Linked DNA regions of Sus scrofa: regions 1, 2 and 3 are each linked to region 4. Evidence: chromatin contacts called from public Hi-C, HiChIP or PLAC-seq and promoter capture Hi-C data. All regions are on one chromosome and are shown on one strand. The core of a region is the stretch at or near the end of the contact, and the rest is flanking DNA. Distances in the headings are between cores, read along the strand shown.

Region 1 (2,700 bases), core at 177-2,676, 230 kb after region 4:
AGTGTTACTTGTGCCTCTTCAACTCTCACCCCAGCCCTGACTGCCCACCTGGCCTCTTGCCAATGTTCCTAATAGTGTTCTGTCCAGGCAACAGTTCTGCCTTAAATCTGTTGAAGTTCGAAGAAGGAATACAGTGTGGAATAGTGGGGGAAGTGTCGTATATAGAGTGAGAACTCTATCCTTCCAACTCTCTGATTTTGAGAAAGTTCACCTCCATGGGCCTCAGGTTCCTCCATATGATTCCCATACCTCCACCCTATGCACATGCCAATCTGTGTTAGAAGTGTGTTGACCAGGAGCAAGAAATAAACCTGCCAAGTTAGAGGAGTATTTGCTAAAAATGCTTTATCTATCTTGATAAATACAATATTCAGAAAGCTAGCACAGACTGTTTATTAAGACGCAGACTCTAATCCCCATGCTGAGTAAATTATAATTTCGGGGGGTAGGAGATAAGCGTCACATTTTTAAAAAGCTCAGCAGTGAATGTGATGCACGCCAAAGATTAAAAACTATTTCCTGTTATGTGCAGTGGATTAAGAATCTAACTGTAGTGGCTTAGGTCACTGCAGAGGTGTGGGTTTGATCACTGTCCTGGTGCAGTGGGTTACAGGATCCAGCGTTGCTGCATGTGCAGTGTAGGTCACAACTGCAGCTCAGATTCAACCCTGGTCTGGGAACTTCCATATGCCATGGGTGTGGCCATAAAATTAAAAAACAAAGATTAAAAACTGCTGCAGATAGGCATTTACTTCCATTGATTACATTGGCAGCAATTCACAGTACCTCTGCAATTCTGTTTGACTGAGATTTGTGAGTCTGTTTCTGTTCTATAAATAAGTTCATTTGTATCTTTTTTAAAAAAAATAGATTTCACTTATGGTTGCCAAGGGGAAAACATGGAGGGAGGGGCAAATTAGGAGTTTGGGATTGACATATGCACATTAGTATATATAGATAACTAATAACGACCTATTGTATAGCACAGGGAACTCGGCTCAATATTCTATAATAACCTAGATGGGAAAATAGCATGAAGGAAGTGATTGGCTGATACCCTAGAAACTGTATAGCAATGCAATTGCAATAAAATTTAAAAAACAAACACTGGCTCTGAATCTTCTCACTCGGGACACTCAAAGAAAAGACAAGTTATATGACTCTCTGGGGCCAATAGAGGAAGCTGCTTGTTCTTAGAAGCTGTGGGGGGTGAGAGTGTTGGAGAACATGGCCCCCATGCTCCAGACCCTGCTTGTCCCCGAAACCGAGGCCATGACCACTTCCAACCATCCTCCCCTTCAGGGTGTGCACAGGCATACGGGTTGGGAAGCTCTGGTGTCAGACTGGCAGTCCAGCCAGAGCGTGGAGCAGAGGGAATGGGATATGAAAGAATGTGGTACATCTCACTCTGGCAGGATTCCAGGGGATAGAAGCCTGGAGGCCAAAGTGGTAGATCCTGGCACTTGAGGAAACCACATCCGGACCCAGAGAGCCGAGTAGGAAGAGTAAAAAAAAGTACGCTGGGTAGACCTGATTTTAATAAGAACTCAAAAAGCATTGCCAGCTTTATAATTCCGCTTATTTCTTGCCCCAGTTATATGCCCACTTTATAGGAGGACTCTGTGCCAGTGAGCTAAAACTCAGCTTCATCCAGCCCACACACACCTACCCTGTGCCAAACACTGTCTTCAGAAACAGAGCAGGATGTGCACATGGGGCCAGGAAATATTCCCACATGCCCCCCACCCTGCCCCATTGCCTGGGGTTCTCTACAAACCTTATCTTCGCTCAAGAGCCTGCTTTTCAGCAATGTCACCTTCCCTCTTTCCCTCCCATTATCTGCGTGTCCACACCTGAGCTTGGCTAGTTCACCTCCAACAGTAGTATGTGACCGACAGCCTCACCAATGAGCTCATCTCTGCAGTTTTCAGAGATTTGGGGATAGCTGTTGTCTACTCTTCTACAACCATGTGAACACAAAGTACATGAATGTCTGAAAAATATGTTTGGGTGCATCTGTGCCTCTCTGGGTGAGGCACAGATTTGGGATATATTATACTAGAAGAGGTCCTGAGCTAAGAAATTTTATGTTGCTGCATGGCTAATAAAATTCATCTGTGTGCTTTCAAAAACGGCTTTTAATCCTTAAACATTATTAAACAAGTGTAAGGTACAGGTACAGGCTCTGCGGACTAGTACTTCAATTTTCCCAAAGGGCTGGCTGCGGACAGCAGGGAGCAAGCCCACCAAGGTCTGGATATAACCACAGACCACTCTTTGAGTGGAATTATTTGGAATTATTTTATTAACAACTGGTTAGATGTTGAAACTGTGTAAATGCTGTGGTTGAAGGCATTAACTGTGTAAATTCTTCTGATTACATTGTATCAGCTAGATGACTTGTTGACTGAGGTTACCATAGTTATCTTTCCAAAACACTGAAGGGAATTCCCCAGAATTTCCTAACCCACTGGGCATCCCTTAAAGGCACAAAATAAAAGCTTTTGAAATAGGTTCTTCAACTTGCTGTATAATCACTCATGTAATAAAACCAAACCTGGGACTATTTGCATTGCTTATGGCACTATTCTGCTTCAAGCTCATGTTGGTGCCAAATCTACAATTGCAAACTTGTACTAGACTCCTGCTATGTGCTTGTCTGTGCTACATGCTGTGGGCATTTAAGAAAAATTATGAAAG
Region 2 (2,700 bases), core at 97-2,596, 170 kb after region 4:
CCTGGCCTCGTTCAGTGGGTTAAGGTTCCGGCATTGCTGTAAGCTGTGGTGTAGTTCGTAGACGCTGCTTGGATCTGGGGTGCTGTGGCATAGGCCGGCAGCTATTGCTCCAATTGGACCCCTAGCCTGGGAGCCTCCATATGCCACAGGTGCGGCCATCAAAAGACAAGACAAAACAAACAAACAAAAAACCATTATAAGTGAAGGCAACTTTACAAGGAAAAAATGGTCAAGTAAATTTTAGAACTCTGTCTACAAGCATAAAAATTCCATGGTTATAATCAATTTACACATATTACTCAGTTTTTACTTCTTAAACATAAAATGACTTTCTTTTTCCATATCATCTCCTAGCCACATTTTCTAGCTTTTGTCTGCCCAGGCAAAGAACTGACTGCTGTCTGTGATCTTCTGAACACAATTTATGCTTCCATCTCATCACTTTTGTCCTTAGGCATCTACATGTTGAATGTCTATCTTCAGAAGCTCTCAGAAGGTAGGTAGAATCCTAATTTAATTCATTTCTCTACCTCCAGTGATTAGCATACTGCTAAGCCCATCATAGATACCTAATAAGAATTCCTTGATTGAAAAAAAATTTCCAAGGGAGCATATTCTAACTTCTTTTAACTTACATTTTACGCATCAAGATCAAGTTGATGCCTCTTTTAAATACATGTACCCTCCTCAGTGTTGTACAAATTCTTGGTTGTTAGTTGGTAAATTCTTCTAATATGCTCAATCTGTTTCTTCAATCTTCATTTCATCAGTAAAGTTTGCTCTTGAAATGAAGAGTGTTCGGTTTTGACCATCATTGAATTTTAACACAATTTTACGTGGAATAGAGCAATGTCTGTGACATTTTGGAAAGCCCTGTTCCCTAGAGTAAAAAACAAACAAAAACCTTTAAGAAATTAAAAAGTTTAGGTAGAACTAAGGTAGAAAATAATAAAAGGAAAATTAGGGCAAAAATACAGAGAGAAAAAATACATTAACTCCAGTTTTAGAAAGTAACCCTTTATGATAGGGACATGTATTAAGTTTTGACTTACACATGTTAATCTACATTTTCTCATGAATGTCAGTTTTCCTGAAGGAAAGACAATCAAGGTATTTTCTATCTGGACCCACTTCAAAAAATTATATTGAAAACAGGAATGGGGAAAAGAAGCTCTGAAGAGTAATAAAAGAGTGGTAGATTTCTGTGTTTTGTTGTTTGTGAATTTTCAGCCATTCAAAGTGAAGTCAGTTCCTTACTGAAATGGAGAAACTATCATGTGGTCACTAGAAGACAGGGTTGTTGTCCTGGAAACAGTTCCTTTTTAAATTGTGAAACTGAGAAGCCTAATGTGCCAAAGGCTAAGTCCTAAATCTGAAGATTGACAGGTTTGCCAAGCCACACAGTATGTGCTTAGCTACAAGGTCCTCTATTTCCCAGATGACATCAGCAAGAAGTTTGCATATTTCAACTGAGACTGACAAAGATGAATTTATGTCACCATAGCAGGGACAAGTATGAGGAAGTTCGAGGAAATACACACCTACAAGTTGGTGGTTGTGACAGCATCGCTGAGAAGTCCTAGGTTTAGCTCAAGGGAGGCAGGAGAATGTGCAGCCACATTTGCAAATATTGTGTGTATTCCTGGTGGTTCAGCTGCTGATATGCAGTAAATCACTTTAAAATCAGCAAATAAAAAATGTTTTTTAATTGTTTCAGCTAGATTTGTGTGCTGAAAGTGCTCTGGTTTTCACAACTCAGGTGTTCCTTGTTCTTAACTAACATTTACTAACCAGGAATGTTGTGAGGACATTTGGGCTGGTTTTCATGATGTGACACAGACTTGATTAGGGGATATTTTATAGAGAGAACTAGCATCTTACCTGGGAAAGCTGAAAACTTTTATCTCTGTTTCTCTGTTCAAGGTCAACTGGCTTGAAAGAGTTTTTCCAGACTTGACAGCTTTTAGTTTTGTTTGCTTGCTTACTTGCTTTTGAGTCTTTATAGATTATTTTTTTGTACAAAAAGAAGAGACATTTAAGCAAACATGATTAAAATGAGGAAGCAATGTATGTGAAGTATGTGTCCTATAAATGCTTCAAACAGAAGGACCCAGAGCAAAGGCCAAAACCCAGATTTGGGACATGTTCTGCCATAGTAAGTACTGTATTGAGTGTGATGGGAAACTAACAGAGGATTTTGAGCAAAGGCATATATTTGAGCAGAAACTTAAAATTTTTGAGCAATATTCTCCGAATATTACCTTTTCTCCCAAATTTCCATTAATGACTTTAATCTATTTGCTGGAGTTGGGCTAGAGGGCTAGAAGGTCTATACCCTTTCACAGAGGGTCTCTCTGTCAGACTTGAGAGAGTAGCTGTATAAGGGTCTGAAGCACAGTCATGATGATATTTGCCCAATGGGGTAACTGAACTGAATTCAGTGGAATCCCAGAGTCTCAGCAACAAGTCTGTTTCAGGAAATGATGAGAAGTCTGTTGCTTGTGGCCTAGTATACTCTGAAATGGCAGCTACTCTGAAGAACTTGTAGGGTTTGGGTCTCTTTCCTTCTGGACCAAGCAGAAGATTGCCACCAAACAAAGGGCTTGTCTTTTATTCTGAAAGATAAATAGAAGCTGCAGCCATTGCACCTGGTTTCCTTGTCCAGAGCTGACCTGATGTACTTAAAAATTGACGTCTCTG
Region 3 (2,700 bases), core at 81-2,580, 150 kb after region 4:
GACTATCTCAGCATGGCACATGCCAGTGGAGATTTGGGGTGTAACTGTTGGACACCAAGATTCAGTAACAGAAAAGACATTAAAGATAAATTTATGTCATGTTTGTTGCATCTTTTTCATGTGCCTTTTAAGAGACCTAGTAACTAAACACATCACCAGTTTCAGCAAGCCAGGGCTGAGAGGTTAGATTATTGTTTACGCTCTGAAAGCACCTTTGAGACAATCTTTGGTCCATCACAGATATCTTCTCTCATCAACACATACTAATTACCTCTAGAGGAAGGAGATCCCTGAGGTCTCCTGCTAGGAAATGCTAATAAAACCACATACAGTATTACAGGATGATGGACTGGGGAAAAAGCGCTCTGGACTCCACCCCCACTATCTGCAATAATTCACTGTGTTCTCGTTAGCAAATATGTAGAATATAATTACAATTGTCATCTATCTCGTAGAAATGTGGTGAACAAAATGTACTGAAGAAAACTTTTCCTAACCTGAAAAAACATAGGTGTTGGTGATCCAATTAAAGTCAATAGACATTTTGTTGAACATTAGGGCACCGTGAGGATAGTAAAATTCCATATGAAACAGTCTCTATCCTCACAAGATTCAAAATCTAGGTAAACCAAGGTAAATAAGTGGAGTATCTGGGAGAATTTCATAAACTCTATTATTAAAAATACAGACACAAAGTGCATTGGGGAAGGAGTGAAGTTGCTATCAGAGCTTTCTATCCTAATCCCAATATTTATGAGAATGGGTAACTAGTAAATGACTTAACTCAGGTGAACCTTTAGTATTATCAATCAATGGGCCATAATATCAAGCTTCAGGCATGTAGAAAAGATAAGTAAAAAGTAAGCTAATGAGTGTGAAAAAAGGAAATGCGGAAAGCTCTTTATAAATGCCGGTTGTTCCTATAATCATTGATCCTTGGACCTAGAGGTGAGGAATTCAGGGAGTCTTCAGAGAAGGGCCATTAGAAAAGTAGATGTCTGAACATCCCACTGATTACTGCTTGTTGTTCATCTGAAATTCAAATGTAACTGGGTGTTCCGTGTTTTATCTGGCAACCCTACCTGGGACTTAGTTGGGACCCAGCACTGGGTGAGTCATCCAGGCTGTGTGAACCAGGCAGGGTGCACTGGGGATTATGTTGTTCTTCCCTTCCTACCTCTTCATACTTCAGACCCCAGGATCATGTCAGTTTCTTTTTTTAACAGCCGGTATTGCTGACTCATGCTGGGCTTGCAATCACTGGGCCGATGAGTAGGCAAGAAAGCACTTTGTCACTCTCTGGAGGAGAAGAACTGAGAGCTGCCCTTGGAAAGGAGCCTGCACAGCAACCTGGGTCACTGAACATGCCACATGCCGAAGGAATTACCACTGTTCAGTGTGAGTTCTATCTGAATTTGGGAAAGTCCCTCTGAAGGAATCTGATACTTTAAACACAGGGCAAACCAGCTGTTACCTTAACTGGATTATTTACAAGAAAATTTTATTATTCCCTGAAGTTTGTGATTTAGCTATATTTTACATTTATTTTGTTCTCTCAATGAAAGTATCAGTCACATCAGAAATTTGGTGTTTTTGTGTGTGAGAGTTTTGGTTTTAGTTGTGTTTGATTTTACACTCCAGATCAAAGTGCAGTGTAATTAACCTTTGGTGTTTGGACAAGGCGACCAGCAAAGGGGATAGACATATTCTCTTTATACTGGAGGGGAGGGGCTCAGGTCCAGGCAGCCATCTGTGGGAGTGGACCCAGAGGGACCAGATTTTGGAAATGCCTTTGTTTGGCAAGGATATTGTTTTTATTTAGCTCAATTGTTACAGAGCAATTAAAAAAACAACAATGAAGTTTCTAAAGATGCTTTTGTGCAGACAGTATATAAGTGTGAGAAAATGACAATAGTTCCCATGAGAGGAAATAAAGTAACTAAAAGTAACAAGTAACAGCAATATATTCAGCAGCTCTCCCTAACAAACAGCATTCCTAATGGCCTATCCCCCTACAACACTACTTCTCCAAATATTTGGGGAAAATACCATTAAGAAATAGAGGGACATTGTTTGGAAGAGACTATTTGACATGCCGCAAAAATCACTTCTTTCAAAACTATGGGAAGTTTCAGGAGCTGTTGTGTACCGGGAGGGTTTTATTTGTTGAGCCCTGTAACAGGGCAGTCAGAGTTAAGTGCTTTCTGCCAGACATCTGCCATGGCTGGAAAAAAAAACATATCTTAAAAGCAATCAGTGTATGTGCCTGCTCTTTCAAGAACAGGAGACTGAGTGATTTATGCTGGTTGCAACTTTGACCATGAGAACACTTAGACAGCAACTTTGTCTAGAAAACCGCTGGCATCAAAGCCTTTGAAGGTCAAGAACATTGACAACAGCATAAGTTTTGCAATTTTTGTTTTCAAGTCTCTCAGCCTTAGGATTTTTAGGAGCAAAGCAGGGTGATGACTTGAACACCGGAAATATAGATTTCACTAATATGCACAACACTATAGGCTTTGTAAGCAATTATGGACATGGGTTTACATGTTGTAGGTGGCAGTCTAGTTTCATGTTGGTTAATCTAAGGTACTAGATTGAAGTACAGAAAAGCCTTATTTTCCAGATTCCTTTTAGACTTTTTTGTGAACATGTGCATGCATGTGCACACACATGCACACATGTGTGCACACACACACC
Region 4 (2,700 bases), core at 100-2,599:
CATAAATTGGATGATCTACTAAATACATATATAGAAAGAATACTTAAATTTTCTAAACCCCGGATTCCTCATCTATAAAATGGGAATAACATTTCCTACTTAGAACTGATGAAGAATTTAAAGAAGGAGGGATTTAAAAATACTAAAACATGAGGACGTGCACAGTAAGGGCATTATTGTTATTAGAGCAAGAAAGAAAATAGTGTTCTTCCTTAGCAAATCTGAATCGTAAAATCTGGAATAGGATGCTAAACCATGTTTTGGCTCACTGGGCTATTCTCCCTCACGCTACCAATCCGCTACCAAACCTCTCCTCTTGGAAGGCTTAGGACTGACTCCCAGCACAGGAGCAGCCACGTGGCTCAATGCGCCATTTAAACGACGCATTCTGCATAACCCCTTCTGAATAACAATTGATAGACGATTTCCACTGTAAAACCATTAATTAGCACTAGGAGCGCTTTTATTACCACTTACTGTCAAAGAAAGCCCATATAGTCGTTAACCGCTGCCCACTCGGACCGCTAGCTGAGCTTCTAGAATATTCCAGGAGATGGCGCCTTTGCCTCTCAGTCTTTTGACAGCCTGAAGGCGAAACCTTCCGAAGGCACCGGCCTCCTCCAAGGTTAAGGGTCTGACCTCCGACAAAGACCTGCTCCAGGGTGATGGACAGAGGCCATACGGGCCTAAGTGGGACTGATTCGGCAATGGTTTGCCACATTCGGAAGCGGCGCGGAGCTCGGGACACTCTGCTCCGACAACCCCTGCTTTTCACTGGTGCGCCCCCGCCAAAGGTCCACTCTGGGTGAGACTGGCGGGGTAAAAGCGCGGGTGCAGCGGTAGCCCCAAGCCCTCCAGACGGCTAGGGGAGGCCTCACGTGCCTGTGCAGTGGACCCCGGGTACACTCACACCTTGACACCGGAGGCGCCAGGTGGTGGGGCTGTCAGGAAGGGCTGTGAAGGGGAGGGAATCTGCGATGACCTGAGCTCTGGCCGCTGGGCGGTGGAGGCAGGGCCCGGCGTCGGCCCTGGGGTTTCTACTTCAAACCCAGAAGCCAGAGCATTCCAAGAATGGGGTGGTGGTCCCAGGGACAGCCGCACGCCTGCGTCCACCACCACCACCACCACGTCACGGGAAGCTCTCCAAGCAGCCGGAGCCAGTGCCTGAGCGAACGCGTTCGCACGTCACCAGAGAACTGGAAGCCAGCGATCCGTCGCGACCTCTGGCTCGGACCAGCCCGCTGTGGCGGCCGGTGGGCGGGGCGTTGTCCGTGACGTCGCATCCCGTTTCGATTCTCCACCCCCTTCTCGGCCAGTATATAAGACTTTACCGGGCGTTCGCACTCTCACAAGTGTACCAGGGCGACGGGCGCGGGAGGTTGGAAGCGGCGGGGATTCGAGGGCAGAGGCCGGCTCGGTCGTGTGTCCGCGCCTCGGAGGTAGCAGCAGGCAGGGCAGAGCGACGAGGCGACCATGGAGCTCTTGCGGACTATCACCTACCAGCCGGCCGCCAGCACCAAGATGTGCGAGCAGGCTCTGGGCAAGGCTTGCGGCGGGGACTCGAAGAAGAAGCGGCCGCAGCCGCCCCCCGAGGAGCCGCAGCAGCCGCAGCCCCAGGCTCAAGTGCAGCCGGTGGCTCCGCACCACCATCACCACCACTCGCACTCGGGGGCGGAGATCTCTCGGATTATCGTCGATCCCACGACGGGGAAGCGCTACTGCCGCGGCAAAGTGCTGGGAAAGGTGACTTGCGGCGGGCGCCCGGCTGCCAGGCGGGAGGGAGGTCTGCCCCGGCGTCCTCGAGCAGGGCCGGACCCTGAGTCCCCGTGTCCGTCGCTTCTCGGTTACTGGGGGATCCAATCCCGGCGCGACGTGGGCTGCTCACCTGCCCAACTCTGGCTTTTGTGCGCCTGCAGCGCCGGGATCGGCTTCACATCCTTGGCCATGGCTCTGTCTGCCTCACGCAGCCTAAAGACGTTGATCTTGAAGCCAGAAGCGAGGGCTTTCTGCACCAGACCTAGAGAATTTTCTCTCTACCTGGCCCCCAGAGAATTTTCTTGACAAGTCTCCTCATACCTTTTTTCTCCTCTCCCCAGCCCCCACCCCCCACCCTCCCCACCGCCCGAAAGCACCTCTTTGTCAAGGGAAAAAAGGCAGTTTTAACTTACTGTTTTCAGGGATGCTTTTCCCTAACTGAAGGAGCTTTAAAAAAAAAAATAATAAAGTAGACTGCATCCCTCTGTCACCCTTTCTCTCCCATAATTTTGTGGGGTTTTTTTTCATTTATATGTTAAAAATATGTATTTGCCGTCCATGTTCCTGCCATACTCAGTTCCATCTCTGCTTTGTTTCCTTTCAGGGTGGCTTTGCAAAATGTTACGAGATGACAGATTTGACAAACAACAAAGTCTACGCTGCAAAAATTATTCCTCACAGCAGAGTAGCTAAACCTCATCAAAGGGAAAAGGTGTGTATGACTGTTGAGTAAAGTATTTTCTTTGTGTGCAGGGACAGCCCTTCCCTGTTAGGAAGATGTCTTCTGCATGTGTAAGCAACTGGGCTGAGGGAGGCTAATGAGACTGATATTGCTTTTTCTTTAGATCGACAAAGAAATAGAGCTTCACAGAATTCTCCATCATAAGCATGTAGTGCAGTTTTATCACTACTTTGAAGACAAAGAAAACATTTATATTCTCTTGG

What was found. Promoter capture Hi-C pulls out the DNA fragments that hold promoters and counts their contacts. Hi-C and Micro-C count contacts between places; a contact is called where the count stands out from the background. HiChIP or PLAC-seq counts read pairs in DNA pulled down with a chosen protein or histone mark.
Region 1: a Hi-C map of embryonic fibroblasts shows a contact between it and region 4, with 5 times the contacts expected there. The contact joins the enhancer-like site here to the promoter of PLK2 in region 4. A contact is called at or near these places in 2 of 5 promoter capture datasets (fetal skeletal muscle and liver), 1 of 47 Hi-C or Micro-C datasets (embryonic fibroblasts) and 2 of 2 datasets of contacts at active chromatin or transcription factors (alveolar macrophages and skeletal muscle).
Region 2: a contact with region 4 is called in an H3K27ac HiChIP or PLAC-seq map of alveolar macrophages. The contact joins the enhancer-like site here to the promoter of PLK2 in region 4. A contact is called at or near these places in 7 of 47 Hi-C or Micro-C datasets (heart right ventricle, liver, mesenteric adipose tissue and 3 more) and 2 of 2 datasets of contacts at active chromatin or transcription factors (alveolar macrophages and skeletal muscle).
Region 3: a contact with region 4 is called in a promoter capture Hi-C map of liver, with 4 times the contacts expected there. The contact joins the enhancer-like site here to the promoter of PLK2 in region 4. A contact is called at or near these places in 1 of 5 promoter capture datasets (liver), 12 of 47 Hi-C or Micro-C datasets (embryonic fibroblasts, fetal heart ventricle, fetal skeletal muscle and 7 more) and 2 of 2 datasets of contacts at active chromatin or transcription factors (alveolar macrophages and skeletal muscle).

What each region holds. Positions count from the first base shown.
Region 1 is chr16:37,072,092-37,074,791 of Sscrofa11.1, reverse strand. No RefSeq gene overlaps it. Among named protein-coding and RNA genes, the nearest start is that of PLK2, 230 kb to the left of the region's middle. Within about 2 kb of position 1,426, at least 6 of the 83 cell types and tissues checked have an H3K27ac peak or open chromatin away from gene starts, as enhancers often do. A contact at or near this core is called in alveolar macrophages and embryonic fibroblasts, where this site is marked.
Region 2 is chr16:37,131,122-37,133,821 of Sscrofa11.1, reverse strand. The region is part of intron 3 of LOC106506502 (a long non-coding RNA gene); the gene reads left to right. Among named protein-coding and RNA genes, the nearest start is that of PLK2, 170 kb to the left of the region's middle. Within about 2 kb of position 1,346, at least 7 of the 83 cell types and tissues checked have an H3K27ac peak or open chromatin away from gene starts, as enhancers often do. A contact at or near this core is called in alveolar macrophages and retroperitoneal adipose tissue, where this site is marked.
Region 3 is chr16:37,153,976-37,156,675 of Sscrofa11.1, reverse strand. LOC106506502 (a long non-coding RNA gene) reads left to right here. Exons shown (of 4, transcript XR_002339610.1): 2 at 1,227-1,398. Among named protein-coding and RNA genes, the nearest start is that of PLK2, 150 kb to the left of the region's middle. Within about 2 kb of position 1,330, at least 22 of the 83 cell types and tissues checked have an H3K27ac peak or open chromatin away from gene starts, as enhancers often do. A contact at or near this core is called in alveolar macrophages, embryonic fibroblasts, liver and 1 more, where this site is marked.
Region 4 is chr16:37,303,763-37,306,462 of Sscrofa11.1, reverse strand. PLK2 (serine/threonine-protein kinase PLK2) reads left to right here and starts at 1,349. Exons shown (of 14, transcript XM_003133981.5): 1 at 1,349-1,743; 2 at 2,360-2,467; 3 at 2,601-2,700. The coding sequence starts at 1,474.